Regions from separate parts of the Mus musculus genome. Here region 1 is linked to region 2. A link is a contact called in public promoter capture Hi-C data. All regions are on one chromosome and are shown on one strand. Each heading gives the region's core, a stretch centred on a gene start, on an enhancer-like site or on the middle of the called end of the contact. The rest is flanking DNA. Distances are from core to core; before and after follow the strand shown.

The links. Capture Hi-C pulls out chosen DNA fragments and counts their contacts.
Region 1: a contact with region 2 is called in a promoter capture Hi-C map of adipose tissue. The contact joins two enhancer-like sites. A contact is called at or near these places in 2 of 115 datasets of contacts at active chromatin or transcription factors (CD8 T cells and T-cell acute lymphoblastic leukemia) and 3 of 9 other capture datasets (adipose tissue, liver and pancreatic islet).

The regions. Positions count from the first base shown.
Region 1 is chr16:38,756,190-38,762,715 of GRCm38.p6, forward strand. It overlaps B4galt4 (UDP-Gal:betaGlcNAc beta 1,4-galactosyltransferase, polypeptide 4), which reads left to right. Exons shown (of 7, transcript NM_019804.4): 4 at 1,490-1,677. Among named protein-coding and RNA genes, the nearest start is that of B4galt4, 17 kb to the left of the region's middle. Within about 2 kb of position 2,487, at least 51 of the 459 cell types and tissues checked have an H3K27ac peak or open chromatin away from gene starts, as enhancers often do. A contact at or near this core is called in adipose tissue and liver, where this site is marked.
Region 2 is chr16:38,649,138-38,655,703 of GRCm38.p6, forward strand. The region is part of intron 1 of Arhgap31 (Rho GTPase activating protein 31); the gene reads right to left. Gm36482 (a long non-coding RNA gene) reads left to right here. Exons shown (of 6, transcript XR_003951954.1): 5 at 2,119-2,854; 6 at 3,201-3,356. Among named protein-coding and RNA genes, the nearest start is that of Gm36482, 37 kb to the left of the region's middle. Within about 2 kb of position 4,419, at least 100 of the 459 cell types and tissues checked have an H3K27ac peak or open chromatin away from gene starts, as enhancers often do. A contact at or near this core is called in adipose tissue and liver, where this site is marked.

The sequences.
Region 1 (6,526 bases), core at 1,237-3,736, 110 kb after region 2:
GTAGCACGTTAAATGTTGATGATCTTACAGGCCGTATTAAGGAATAGCCTCTGTCATTAGTGTTGTAACAGGATTTTGTTGAGCCATTTCCAAGAAAGTTTTAAGTAGCTTAGAAGTATTAGCAGCAGCCTTCTCGGTTGATAGGGCACAGTTTCCTCATGCTTCCTGACAAGTTCTTAGCTTAGTCTCTTGGAAGTTCATTGTCAGTGCCCAGGGTTAGCTGGAGCTCAGCCAGCAGCCGACAGGAAAGCAGTAACAGTAACTGTTGTGACAAGAACCTTCTAGGGGCTTTGTCGCTTCCTGTGGAATCCATTAAGACCCTTTAAAAACTGAGCTTAGAAGAACACTTCACACGAGCTCCAGCCTCTTAATAAATTGAAGTGCACAATTCTGTTGCTTTATTTTTATTTGTATTTTAAAACTACATTGCATTTTTTTTTTTTGGTGCTAAAGAATACCACGTAAAAATTATCTCAGCTACTTTCTCATTTTTTAAAAACCATCTTGTTAACTTTTAAGTGTACTGTTGAGTAGTGTTACGTATGTGTGGGAATGTGTGGAGAGATGATTCAGCAACTCGACCACATCAGGCTCTGGCAGAGGGCAAAGCTCAGATCCTTAGCTCACTTCCAGCAGCTTACAACTGCCTGCAACTCCAGATCTTGGGACCTGATGTCCACTTCTGCCCTCAGAGGCCACTTACACCCATGTAGTATGTGTGCGAGCACACACACACACACACACACACACACACACACAAACACACACACCATGCACCCACACAACACACTGAAAAATAAAATTATTCTTTAAAAATGAAGCTGTTTTCTGACCAGGTTTGATGGCTCATTCTTTTTTTTTTTTTTTTTTTTTTAGTAGATATTGTCTTTATTTACATTTTAAATGTCCCCTTTCTTAGTTTCCCTTCTGAAAATCTCCTCTCCCCTCCCCTCTCCCCCTGCTCACCAACCCACTCACTCCCTGCTTCCTGGCCCTGGCATTCCCCTACACTGGGGCAAAGAGCCTTCACAGGACCAAGGTCCTCTCCTCCCATTGATGGCCAACAAGGCCATCCTCTGCTACATATGCAGCTAGAGGATGGCTCATTCTGTTATCCCAGCATTTGGGAGTCTGAGGCAGGAGAATTGCAGTGAGTTTCAGGCCAGCTTGGAGAAATGTCTCAAAAACAGAAACAAACTTTACTCTCATACAACCAATCTACTGGACTTTTAGTCTTTTCACCTAAGCAAATTATCCACCATCAGACAACTTGCTAGGCCCAACGGGATGCTTTTAAATTATAGAATATAGATATGCATGAAACACAAAGCCCAAACCCAATGGTTTGTTTGTTATGATTGCATTTCCTCTGTTAGACCCTAGAGTATGTTGTCTTGCTAATAAGCAGAGGTAATATAACACTCCTAAATGGCGGTGGAGGAGAGCACTTTTCTTTGGAACTCTTCATTTTCACGTGTGTTTTCCGTAGACGGGAAGTAAAAAGTTTAACCGAGCCAAGCTCCTGAACGTGGGCTATCTGGAAGCTCTCAAGGAGGAGAACTGGGACTGCTTCGTATTCCACGACGTGGACCTGGTGCCTGAGAATGACTTCAACCTCTACACCTGCGGTGATCAGCCCAAGCACTTGGTGGTGGGCCGGAACAGCACGGGCTACAGGTAAGGTGGCCCTGGCTGGGCGGCGTACTTACTGCGAGCGAGCGAGGCCATGATGTGGTGTCCGGAGTGAGTTAGGGAGGCGAGAAATGGGGAAAGACGCCCATTTTCCCTTAATGTGCAGAGCAGCAGTTAAAGGATAAAGTAAGGAGAAAAAAAAGGTCTCCCAAAACCTTGGCAAGAAACACAAAGACAAAGGGAAAGGGCAGGAGAAAGAATGTGACCCACGCAATTGTACGGGGCGGCCTGTAGTGTCTGTGGGGGCCCCCCGCCCTGCAGTACCTGTGGTGGGACTTGACAGGCTTTCCCACACAGGAGAACTTTAATAACCTGCCCATCCAGCTTGATTTCCTCTCCCAGACAATTCCATGGCGCCCTCTAGGCCAGTGTTTGAATTGAACATCCTGTCTATTTTGGGGACATCTTGCCAGAGTTCTAGGAAAGGGCGGGGCCGCACATGTCCACCTTCGTAGACTGCTTGGGAACCAGGATATCCAGGACAAGTTCCTGCCTTTCAGAGCTGCCATGGGAAATTCCACCATCCATCCTTCCGCTCTCTAGCTGTCTCCCAATAGAGGAATATGACCTTTAATTGTATTTAATACCAGCTCCTAGTCAAATATAACCGGCTGGGATGTATCAGATGCAGGTAAGCTCTATGTAAATTAAGCTGACTGTACACACACTTCCCTGTCACCTTCCTCCAAGGCCTGCTACTCCTGTGGAGCTATGCCACTAGGCTAGGGGCCAAGAGGCCAGTCTGGAGAGGCAGAGAAAGTGCTGGTGCAAGGAAACAGGAAGTTCCTATGGAGAAGCAGATGCAGGCATCTGCGTGGAGCTGGAGAGCACACAGCCGCAAGCAGTCAGTTAGGAGGAGGGAGGGGGAAGTGTGTGTGAAACTAAAACTAACCTGGAAAAGAGGGTGGGAGACTGCCAGACCCTGCAGAGCGAGAAAGGGAAACTGACCGACTCTTGATCAACTTCCTTGGTCTTTGCTCCTGTGTTGCTCTTTCGAAGTAGGTCTCTTACTTTGGATCACTTAAGAGGATGCTTTTGTGACTCCCATGAGAAGTCCTCTTCGGTGGGAGCGTAACCCCTTCCTTGTGAGGTCCCCGGGACAAATCACAGTTTGATTCCACCAGAGTTCCAGCAGTGTGCTTCTGAGGTTTGCTTACAGACCATGCGTGAGAGGCTGCTGGCAGGAGCACAGGTGACCTGAAAGCAGCCTTCCTGGAAGGTCTGCAGTCAGCATGGAGGTCAGGGTCCCTGTGCCCACACAGATGGCAGCGCTTCGGGTTGATCTTCCCTAGCCTCTCTAACTTAGCATCTCCCCCGACCTCAAGGTCACGTGCACTTAGGAGTGTACTTAGACCATGAGGCTGGGAGGAGCAACAGGAACAAGAGGTGAGGGTCCACTTAACCTCGGTGTTCTCTCCTTCTCTGAGGAAATGTCATCAGGTTACATGCCCAATTGTGACCGACTCTTAACCTCCTAACTTTAGGCATTCTGTTCCTGCCCCATTCCTTTTTCTAATTACTCAAGGGGAGGAGGTGGCGGGGGGTGGGTGGGTGGGAGGGGGGATTAAGGACAGGCTGTGGACTGAGAGAGTCTACATTGTATCATGGTGTTAACCTGGCCATCAGCATGAAGAGATAATTGTCCACTGGGACCTGATTTTGACCTTACACTCTGGTGTGACCATCATGGCCTCCATCAGAGACTGTGCACTTTAAGAGATGGCCTGTACCTAGCTTGCTGTTTAACTTTCCCTTACATCTGGCCAGACACTGCTGCTCTTCCCAGACACCATCAGCAAGCCTTTGTCTTCCTTGCAGAATCGAATACGCTTACCTTGTGATTTAAATGTAAGCTCGGAGAAAAACGGTGGCCCAGAGTGTGTATGTGTGTGCATGCGTGCACACACGCTGACGAGAGAAAAACATGAGGCCTTTGCAGTATGCAGGTTCTCCACCACTGAGTTATATTTGCTTTGTACTTCTTACCCATCCCTTCAGACTTAGATCTTACTTTGGTCCAGTTTTATTGTATGGATCATGCACATGCCCACCTGCCAGTCCCCCCCCCCCCCCGCCCCTTTTGTGGCACCTCCTTACCATTGCTATCCTGGGCAAAATTCTGCTGCAGGTGGCAGGCAATTTCAGTTTCAGGGTCTCCGTGACTTCTGATGGCAGCTCTGTATCACTGTGTTATAACATCACTGAGCTCTGGCTTCTTCATTGTCCCAACAGCCCCATGGGTGTAGGTATAAGAAATGTTTTCGCCTACAATCACAAAGAGGAAGAGGAGGGACACTGGGTCTCTGTTCTCTAGGCCTTGTAGGAAATATGGACTTGTTCCTTTTGCCTCATGCATGCGAATCTATAAGGAGGTTGGTATTGTTGACATCAAGGGACTGGGCACTGTTCATAAGGAAATGTCCCTTAAGTGTGACTGTGGCAAAACTGGAAGAGTCTACATCACCACCCAGCGTGCTGTGGGAATCATTGTAAGCTAGCAAGTTAAGGGCAAGGTTCTTGCCAAGAGAACTCATGTGTGACTTGAGCATATCAAGTACTCTGAGACCAAAGACAGCTTCCTGGAAGGGGTGAAGGAAAAGGATCAGAAGTCAAGGAAGCCAAAGAGAAGGGCACCTGGGATCAGCTAAAGTACCAGCCTGCGCCACCCAGAGCTGGACACTTCGTAGGAGTCTGAGCTGCTGGAGCTAATCCTGTATGAATTTGTAGCTTAAGGTACGAAAAGGAATAAACAGCCTGGACTGTGAAACAGAACCAAACCAAACCAAATGGAAATGTTTTCACCTGCCACACATTCAGTGGCAGGAAGTTAAAGTACCTTGCCCAAGTGTTTCAGATTCATGGTGAATTTTGTTGCTAATAACTCCTCCGTGCCCGCCTCCTTTCTCCAAGGACTCCATTGTAACTGTATGACTCCATCTTCCTCATTCTGGGGACCTTACAGCCCTTTAAAATATAGTTGTAAACTCACTTGAGGGCCTCTTAAAATGTACCCTCTTCCAGAAAAAGGATCAAAAGCAAAAGTCAGTACACACAGAGGCGTTTGCTGGATAACAACGGTAAGAGCAGTTCTGTGGTTTCCCTGGAGGCATCTGCTGCTCCTCCCCACAGCAAAGCTGGGCTCAGTGCTCCTTAGCCTACGCACTTCCTCACCAGGGTCTCACACCGTATCCTCCCTCATCTGTACATCTGGGTCCTTCCAGACCCTGCTCCTCTTGCTGTGGCTGTGGTTCCTAAGAACCTGGGGTTGTTCAGTTCAGAGCTCTAGGAGGGAAGGCCCCCGGTAATCCTGTGCTCTCAGCTAGCTACTTGGAGCATCGTAAGTACTAGCAGTCCCTTCTAGAGCATGCATGCCAGGTCTCTCATAAAAACTTCTCTTTGCTGCCTAGGAGGTTATGTGGGGCCACTATTTCTATCCACATGGCCCTGATGTAGCTGTTTTTGGTTTTGTTTTGTTTTGTTTTGTTTTGTTTTATGATAGTTAAGAGTCCCTTCATTGTTAAGTTCATGAATGTGATCGTGATGGTCAGTCTTGGTTTTCAACTTGACTAGACTGAGAGGGGGCAATAAGATCAGTTGGATATAGCTCAGAGGTGCCTGGGAAGGCATCTCCAGAGACAGTCAGATTATGATGGCAATGACCAAATCAGTGATTAATGATGGATTTATAATCCTATGACATTAATGGGAAGTGGTGGGTATTTTTAGATTTGGGGTTGTGGGTATTTTTAGACTTGGAGGAAGCGGGTCACTAGAAGTGTGTCCCCAGGGACTATATATTGTCCTGTTCCTCGTCCTCATCTTTGTGTCTTAACTGTCATGAAGTGAGTAGCCGTCCCTACCAACCATATCTTTTCCACTGTGATATTCTCACTGGCCACAGGCCCATCAGCAATGGAGCGAGCTGGCCATGGACTGAAGGAAACTATGAGCAAAAATAAAATTGCCCTCTTTTAAGATTGTTTCCCGCAGGTATTTTCATGGTAAAAGTTGATAAATATAACTATATCTCTAACTGTTATGGGATACATAGGGACTAGTTTGTATGAGGAGCATAGAAACCACTCAACCTCAGAGGAGCTTTGGGGATACCAGGTGTTAGGTTGGAAATGTCTACAGTGTATTGAGTGTCATTCTTTTGGGTTTTCTTTTTGTCTGGAAAACATCGGTATTTAGTTGGCTGAAGTCCGTGAAAAGTTTGAAATCGTCTCTGTGGTCACATGGTTCTGTTTAGTAGCTCCCTCCAGCTGCAGTTTGGGAGGATGCCAGAGTTGTATTAAGGGTTAGCCTTAGCCCAGCTTGCTGACAGGTCAGTGGGATAAGAGTCCTTTTATCCTGGGAGCTACTCTCTGACATTCCTCCCACCCTATTGTCCTAGGCCTTTGGCTTCCTCTTCTCCTTATTAGTCTTAACAGTGGTTCAGCGGATGTTCAACTCTTCTTGCTCATTCTATAGTCGTCCAGGTGTCTCCTACTCCACGGTCTTCAGGTACTCACAGCTGCTGAGTTATCTCCGCACAGGTGTCTTGTGAACGTGAACCCTTCCTCCATTGCCCGTTGGCATAAGCCCTAGGAACGTCTCAAATTTAGCCTAAGAATAAATTCATTGTCTTGCTCTCAAAACCAAACGATTTTCTTCATACTCAGTTTTCATGAAAGACACTGCATTCCATCTGATTGCCCAAGCCCGCAGTTCAGCCGAGTGGGGGTGGCCTGTTGATCTCTGTAGAAAGCAGACTCTTAAGATGGTGGTTTGCAGAGTGAGCACAATCAAAGCACGGACTGGAACTGTCTCCTGATTTACACCTCTTCTCTAC
Region 2 (6,566 bases), core at 3,169-5,668:
CGGTGACTCTAACGCTTGTTTCTTCATCTGTCACTGCCCACTACCTATAACCAGCGTACAGAGGCATTTTCACCCTATTACACAAACGAGGACCCTAGAGCTCAGAGGTATTGAGCAACATGACCAACAGGAAAACATCCAGAGAAACACAGTAAGGGCCCTAGGCAGCCATAAAAAAAATTACAGCTTTTTTTTTTTCTTTTAAACAAACACTGCACATGGTGGTGGGGTACAGACAGGGATTTCAGGGTTTGATCAAGTACAAAAAAAATAATGTACATTTAAGGAACTCCAGCTGCATGAGAGGGAGCACGTTAGAGTGCTGAGCCTAGATCCTTAGAGCTTACAGTGTTATGAGACATTGGATAAATAAAGGCTGTGGGGGAGGGAAGTGGGGGACTCATCAAAGTCCTGCAGTGGAATTCTGACCCTGGAACGTGAGTGATCTGAAGTGACGGGATGTACACCACGTGTCTGAAGAGTGCTTCTTGGTCAAGGGTCGGGCACATAATAAACACTCGGGTGCATGGCGATTAGAGAACGCTATAAACATGATAGAAACGGAGAAATAATGCGGTGAATCCCAGGAATGCTGCCTAGACCAGTCTGGTGGAAGGCAGGTTAATAGGGGAGTGTTTTAAAAACGATGGCCAGGGAAGATTGCATTCAGTCTTGATCTCTACATCCAGGTAAGTCTTGCTAAACACACCCTCCATGATGGTAGTCCTCTTTGCAGACATGCCCTGTGGCTTCTCTAGAGTCAGTTCCAATCCAGGCAGCGCCCAGGCTAGATCTGCAGCTGCCTTTAGGGGCAGACAGGACTGCACAGGGCACCTCTGGGTTTATGTATTGGGGTGGGTGTATAGTGCTGAGCACAGTGTGGACTGTGTTGTGGGTACTGGCAGCACCCCACTTAGGGCATTGGGCTGGCCTAGTTCACCCTGCACACAGAAGTCTCATCTGAGGATTTCTGTTTGTCTGTCTGTCTGTTGCCACTGGAGGCTGCTAGACTGTGTGTAATTTGAAAATACTCCCTCCGACCCACTATCTGTCTGAGAATAACACTTCACTCTTAAAGGATATTTAAGGAATCTATAAGGCTGACTGCCCTTCTAACAGGCCAGGAGTGGCTCATAGGATGGAGATCTGTCACCCTCAAGCACATTTTCAAGCCCGGTTTGTGAGCAAGAATAGATAACTTAAAAATGCACAAAACTCCAGTGTCACTGCTTATAGGGCTTGTTGACAAAGAAGAACACTGTTATCCAGATAAGGCTGGCAGAAGATTTAGCCTGGCACTGGAGACCAAGGCCACATTTGCATGTGTGGTCTCATGTAGAGGACAGGGGTCGACTTGGGGATGTTCTCAAATCATTTCTCTAAATTCTCTATTTTTTAAAGGTAGAGTCTAGCACTGAACTTGGACCTGGAACTTGCTGTTTCAGCCATACTGGCTTGCTGGCAATATCTCTTGATATGCATGGGGTTAGCCCCTCAGTGCTGGGTTACAGACATTTGCCACCGAGTCTGATTTTCAAACAGGTTCTGTAGATCAGTGCTTGCCAGGAAGCACTCAGGCACCAAGCCCTCTCTCAGGCTATTATTCTTATTTTCTAAGTAGGAAGACTATGGTAGACCAAAGAGCTAGAGGTAGCTCTTGGGCTTTTCTTTCTTTCTTTCTTTCTTTCTTTCTTTCTTTCTTTCTTTCTTTCTTTCTTTCTTTCTCTCTCTCTCTCTCTCTCTCTCTCTCTCTCTCTCTCTCTCTCTCTCTCTCTCTCTCTCTCTCTTAAAAAGAGTTATTTGTTTATTATATGTGAGTACACTGTAGCTGACTTCAGACACCCCAGGAGAGGGCGACGTGGTTACTGGGATTTGAACTCAGGACCTTCAGAAGAGCAGACAGTGCTCTTAACCGCTGAGCCATGTCTCCAGCCCCTCTTGGACTTTTCAATAGAGTTTAAAAAGCATAACTCCCATTTGAGGTAGGCCCAGACACAGGGTAAGGATGAGCAAAACAGAAAAAGAACAACACAGGGAGGGTTTCCCATCTCAGCACAGAGTCAAGAGGGCGAGGGCTTAGATGGGGGATTAAAACGCCTGGCTCTTCCTGTTCCACAGCAATCAGATTTAGACCTTTGAGGAGAGCAAGGTACTCCTTTGCATTGTGATGGGAAACTCTCACGGCAGCCCTATGAGCCAGCAGTGACTCCCAGCCTCAGACTTTCATCCCAGCGGAGCGCGCTACTTCTGGATGGAATGAGGGCCAACGTTCCCTTCTGAATTAATACCCCAAGATCCACCATCTTCCTGAACGAAGCTAGAAGCAGCTGGGTCAGAATCTGAGAGCCTCGTCCACCTGCAGATGTGTGGGTTCTTGGTCCTGGTGGTTTACATCGAGGTCCTTCCTGGAGTTATTTTTGTTTGCTTGTTTTGTTTTTGTTTCTCATTTGCATTCCTCATGACTCGCCAACTCACCCCACCCGTAGGGAACGGAAATTTTCGTTAAATAAAACATAAGCCTCAACCTCAGAAGGTTTAAATGTATCTGCTTTGGTATGGCTGGACTCTGATTAACCCCGACGCTATATTTACTCTGCCAAAGTCAGAATTCTCCAGGGACTTAGCTGTACATGGTTCTCAGTTCATCTATGGCCCTGCCCTCTACTGATGTCACCGTATGGTCCTCCTGCTCATTGTACCCTCTGGTTTCCTGGGCGGTACAGTTTCCTAATGGTTTCCAGATCCGTGGCTCCGTGGGCTCCGTGGGCTCCAGCCACGGCAGTAGTCTTTTCTAACATCGGGTGGGTTTGCCAATGGGGGATGGGGAGAATTCGGAGAATGCGACTTCATTCTGGTGAGTAGGCTAAGGCCATATGAAGAACCTCCAGGTAGCAGTTTGTCAGCTCCTCTGTGCTCCCACCCCCACCCCAGCATCTTTTCATTTCCTGCCTGATATTCCTGAGCCACAGGCAGCCATTGTTTCCAGAACAGCTTTGCTTGGAAGCCCTTGGTACTGAGGCCTCCCAGTGCTTCCTGTTGTTACAAGGCTTCTTTTTCCTGCTAAAAACAAGAGCACATCCTGCCGCATGTAACCCTTTTCAGGCGATTTATGTCTTGCACAAGCTTGTCTAGTGACTGAAAACACTGGCTGCTTTATACACTTATTTTATTTAATATTTTAAAAAAATTTATTCTTTGAGGATGGCCGGTTGGCTCAGTGGGTAAAGGCACCTGCTATCAACCCTGACGACCGAAGTTCCATCCTCGGGCCTGCAATGATTGAAGGCACAGAACCAACTACCACAAGGTGTCCTCTGACCTTCAAACCCTCCAAGCCTCAAGCAAATAAATAAAATGTAATTTAAAAATAAAAAATTGTCATTGTACAAGGATTGTAAGTAATTATTTAAAAATTAAAAATTGTCATTGTACAAGGATTGTAAGTAATTAGTAGACAAAACAACAACAACAACAACAACAAAAAACAAAAACAAAAAAACCCCAAAAAACCTACAGATGGATGTAAGAATAAGAGTCATCCAATCGCATCCTCTGTATTAGTTAGCAATGAAAGTGCTTCAGTGTCTGTGATGTAAGAGATGTGTCCACAGCCACACAGTTTACCACGGGACTTAGGTGGGGCTTGCGGCAGGAGCTATTCCCAACAGCTTATAAGAGGCAGGGAGTTCTGTCAAGAACCAGCGTCTTAGAAGAACAGCCTAGGGGAGGGTCTCCATATTAATGTACAAAAGGGTCTCCCGGGAGCTGACAGAAAACAAACTCAGAAAGAGTTCCCTGAAAGGTGTTAGGAACACTCTTGGAGAAAGATCAATAATGTGTGTGTGTGTGTATTAGTATGTATGTATGTATGTATGTATGTATGTATGTATGTGTGTATGTGTGTGTGTGTGTGTGTGTGTGTGTGTGTGTGTATGTATGTATGTATGTATGTATGTATGCATGTATGTATGCATGTTTGGCGTGAAAGGAGGAGTGGGTCAGTTGCTACACCAAGCTTTTGAAGACACAGATCTGCCCGTGCGTGAGATAGCAGAATCTCCATCCTTTCCTCGACATCACTCTCTCTACTTACATGTGGGACCCTGAAGACCTTGTCACCCCTTTCCCAGACTGGAAAACACCCCAGCAGATACTGAGACTATGGTCTTTAAAACCTATGCGAGAGACGCCAACCCTAAGACTAGTCCATCCACTTCAGAGAAAGTCGTTTTCAAAGCAACTCCAATCCCTGCACACCTCTGAAGAGTCAAGGCCTTCGCTTATGATGCGGATCATGAGAGCCTGAGTCATTTAAGTCTTGGCTTTGTGGCCCCCGGGGGAACGGAACTGAGCTCTAAGGGTGGACTCTGCAGCCGGTGCCCCTCCCCCTTTCCGTATCACAAACTGGTTCTCACACTGTGTTCCTGCAGAGGGGCCTCCCCTGCACCTCAGCAGACAGGGCTTTTATCTCTCATGGAAAGCCAGGCAAACACTCACAGCAATCTGTGGTTTGTTAAAACCACAAGGCACGGTGACATTCAGGCTTCTGTCCCGAAGATTAGCAGCTCAAACATCAGTCCCATCCTCTGAAGACCCAACCAGAGGCCCACACTGAGAGCCCCTGGTCTGCTCCCTCCTCCCACGTCAGTGCTATCTTCAGACATGATTTTTGCCAGATATGTCTGGGATTAAGGCTGAAAGCTTATGACTTGGAAGGGACTTGGTTAAACACGCCTGACTCGGTGCCAGGCAACCTGAGGCCCCAGGACGTTCAGGGCTCCATCCACGGCCACCCAGCTCAACAGCAGCGAAGCCCGGAGCTGGAGAGAGACTGAACCACGGCAAGAGTCGTGTGCCAAGTGCTTCAGATCTCCTTTCTCTCTAATTTTCAGAATTAAGGCTTAACTACCCAGTAGGCTTCTCTGTGACCAAGCTAACACACACTTTGATGGCAGATGTAATTCAGGGTGTTCAAACTTAAGACTCTCCCTTAGTGGTCAAGTCAAATTAATCATGTTTATCTGATCCCCCACAAGTAGAGCGATGGGCCAGACTCCTGTGTGACTCAAAGTTGTACCTTAGTACGCTGCACATGGCATCAGCTTGCAGGCAGGTTAGTTCAATTACATGGCAGCTAAATATCGGGTAGAGCAAAAATGTCAGGCAGAGCCCTTGTTCGTTCTGTAGCTGTGGGCCAGAGTCATTGGATTTAATGACATCTTTCTGCAGAGGAAAGGGAGCGGGCTGCCAGAGACTGCCTCCCCTCTGTAAATATGCAATCTTCTGATCCCATGCAAAGAGGAGAGGAGGTTCGTTTATTTTTGTAAGGATCTGGTGATTCCTGTTTGAAGAGGGTGTAGGCTTGCAAAGGATTGTCCAAGGCTTAAATTTCCTGCACAGAGATGGAAGTAGTAGGCTCTAAGGGTGTGGTCACAGCTGGGAGGGAGTGTCCTCAGGCTAGGTGCTGTGAAAGAATACTGAGGACTGCAGAGGAGATCTGAGAGACATTCTTGGCCATCAGCTCCAGGGAAGATGGGGCAGATTCTCAGGCCGAGGGCCCAATGGAAGATCAAGGGGATTGACTGGTCAGGAGCCAGGAGGTGTGACCCACTCTCTACCTACAAGAGCTGGCCTAGGGAGAGTAGGCAAAGGGCCTTTAAGTGACCACATATGAGAGATGGACAAGGCCTGATAGCTTTTATGATCTGACTCAAGATAAGAAGTCCCTGACGTTTGTCTTGTGATTTGCAACCGTGTGCTGATCCTACTTGGCGAACTTCAGTAATTGTCTCTAAGCATCTGAGAAGGAGACAGAGCAAGGGAAAAGAGGTCGCTGTTCGGGTCTCTGCATGAGACAAACCGAGGTCATAACCCACCCTCTTCTATAGCTCCCAGGTAGATTTACCCATCCAGACCTTCTTGGTGCCTATTCTGTGCATAGGGACTGAGTACCAGGTATCAAGGACATAGCCAGAAGCAGAGCTGGAGTCCTCACCTTCGGGGGCCTTGTGTGTTGTGGGAAGAAGTACATAAATCTTTCTCTGGCTTCTAGTTAAGTAAATGAGCTCTGGAGCCAGGCTGCCTGTGTTTTCACCCTTTCACCATTGCTTCCTACAAGGGAGATCAGGGCATGTATTCTGTAGACAGAATACCATCATTCTAGTGTGCAGGGAAAAGTCCAGTTTACCATAGCTTCCTTCCCTCCCCTCCCCTCCCCTCCCCTCCCCTCCCCTCCCCTCCCCTCCCCTTTCCTTTCCTTTATCTGAGTACATTGTCACTGTCTTCAGACACATCAGAAAAGAGCATCGGATCTCATTACAGATGGTTGTGAGCTACCATGTGGTTGCTGGGAATTGAACTCAGGACCTCTGGAAGAGCAGTCATTGCTCTTAACCACTGAGCCATCTCTCCAGCCCTACCATAGCGTTCTTTCTCTTTAAAACATTTCTCATTTGGAGTAAAGAAATTATATGGTCACTTTACTAAGAAGGTTTGGTTTGCACATTTGTAAATTGGAGTTCATGATAAAATCTAGGGATAGTTGTGGGATTTGGGGAAAATGCTTA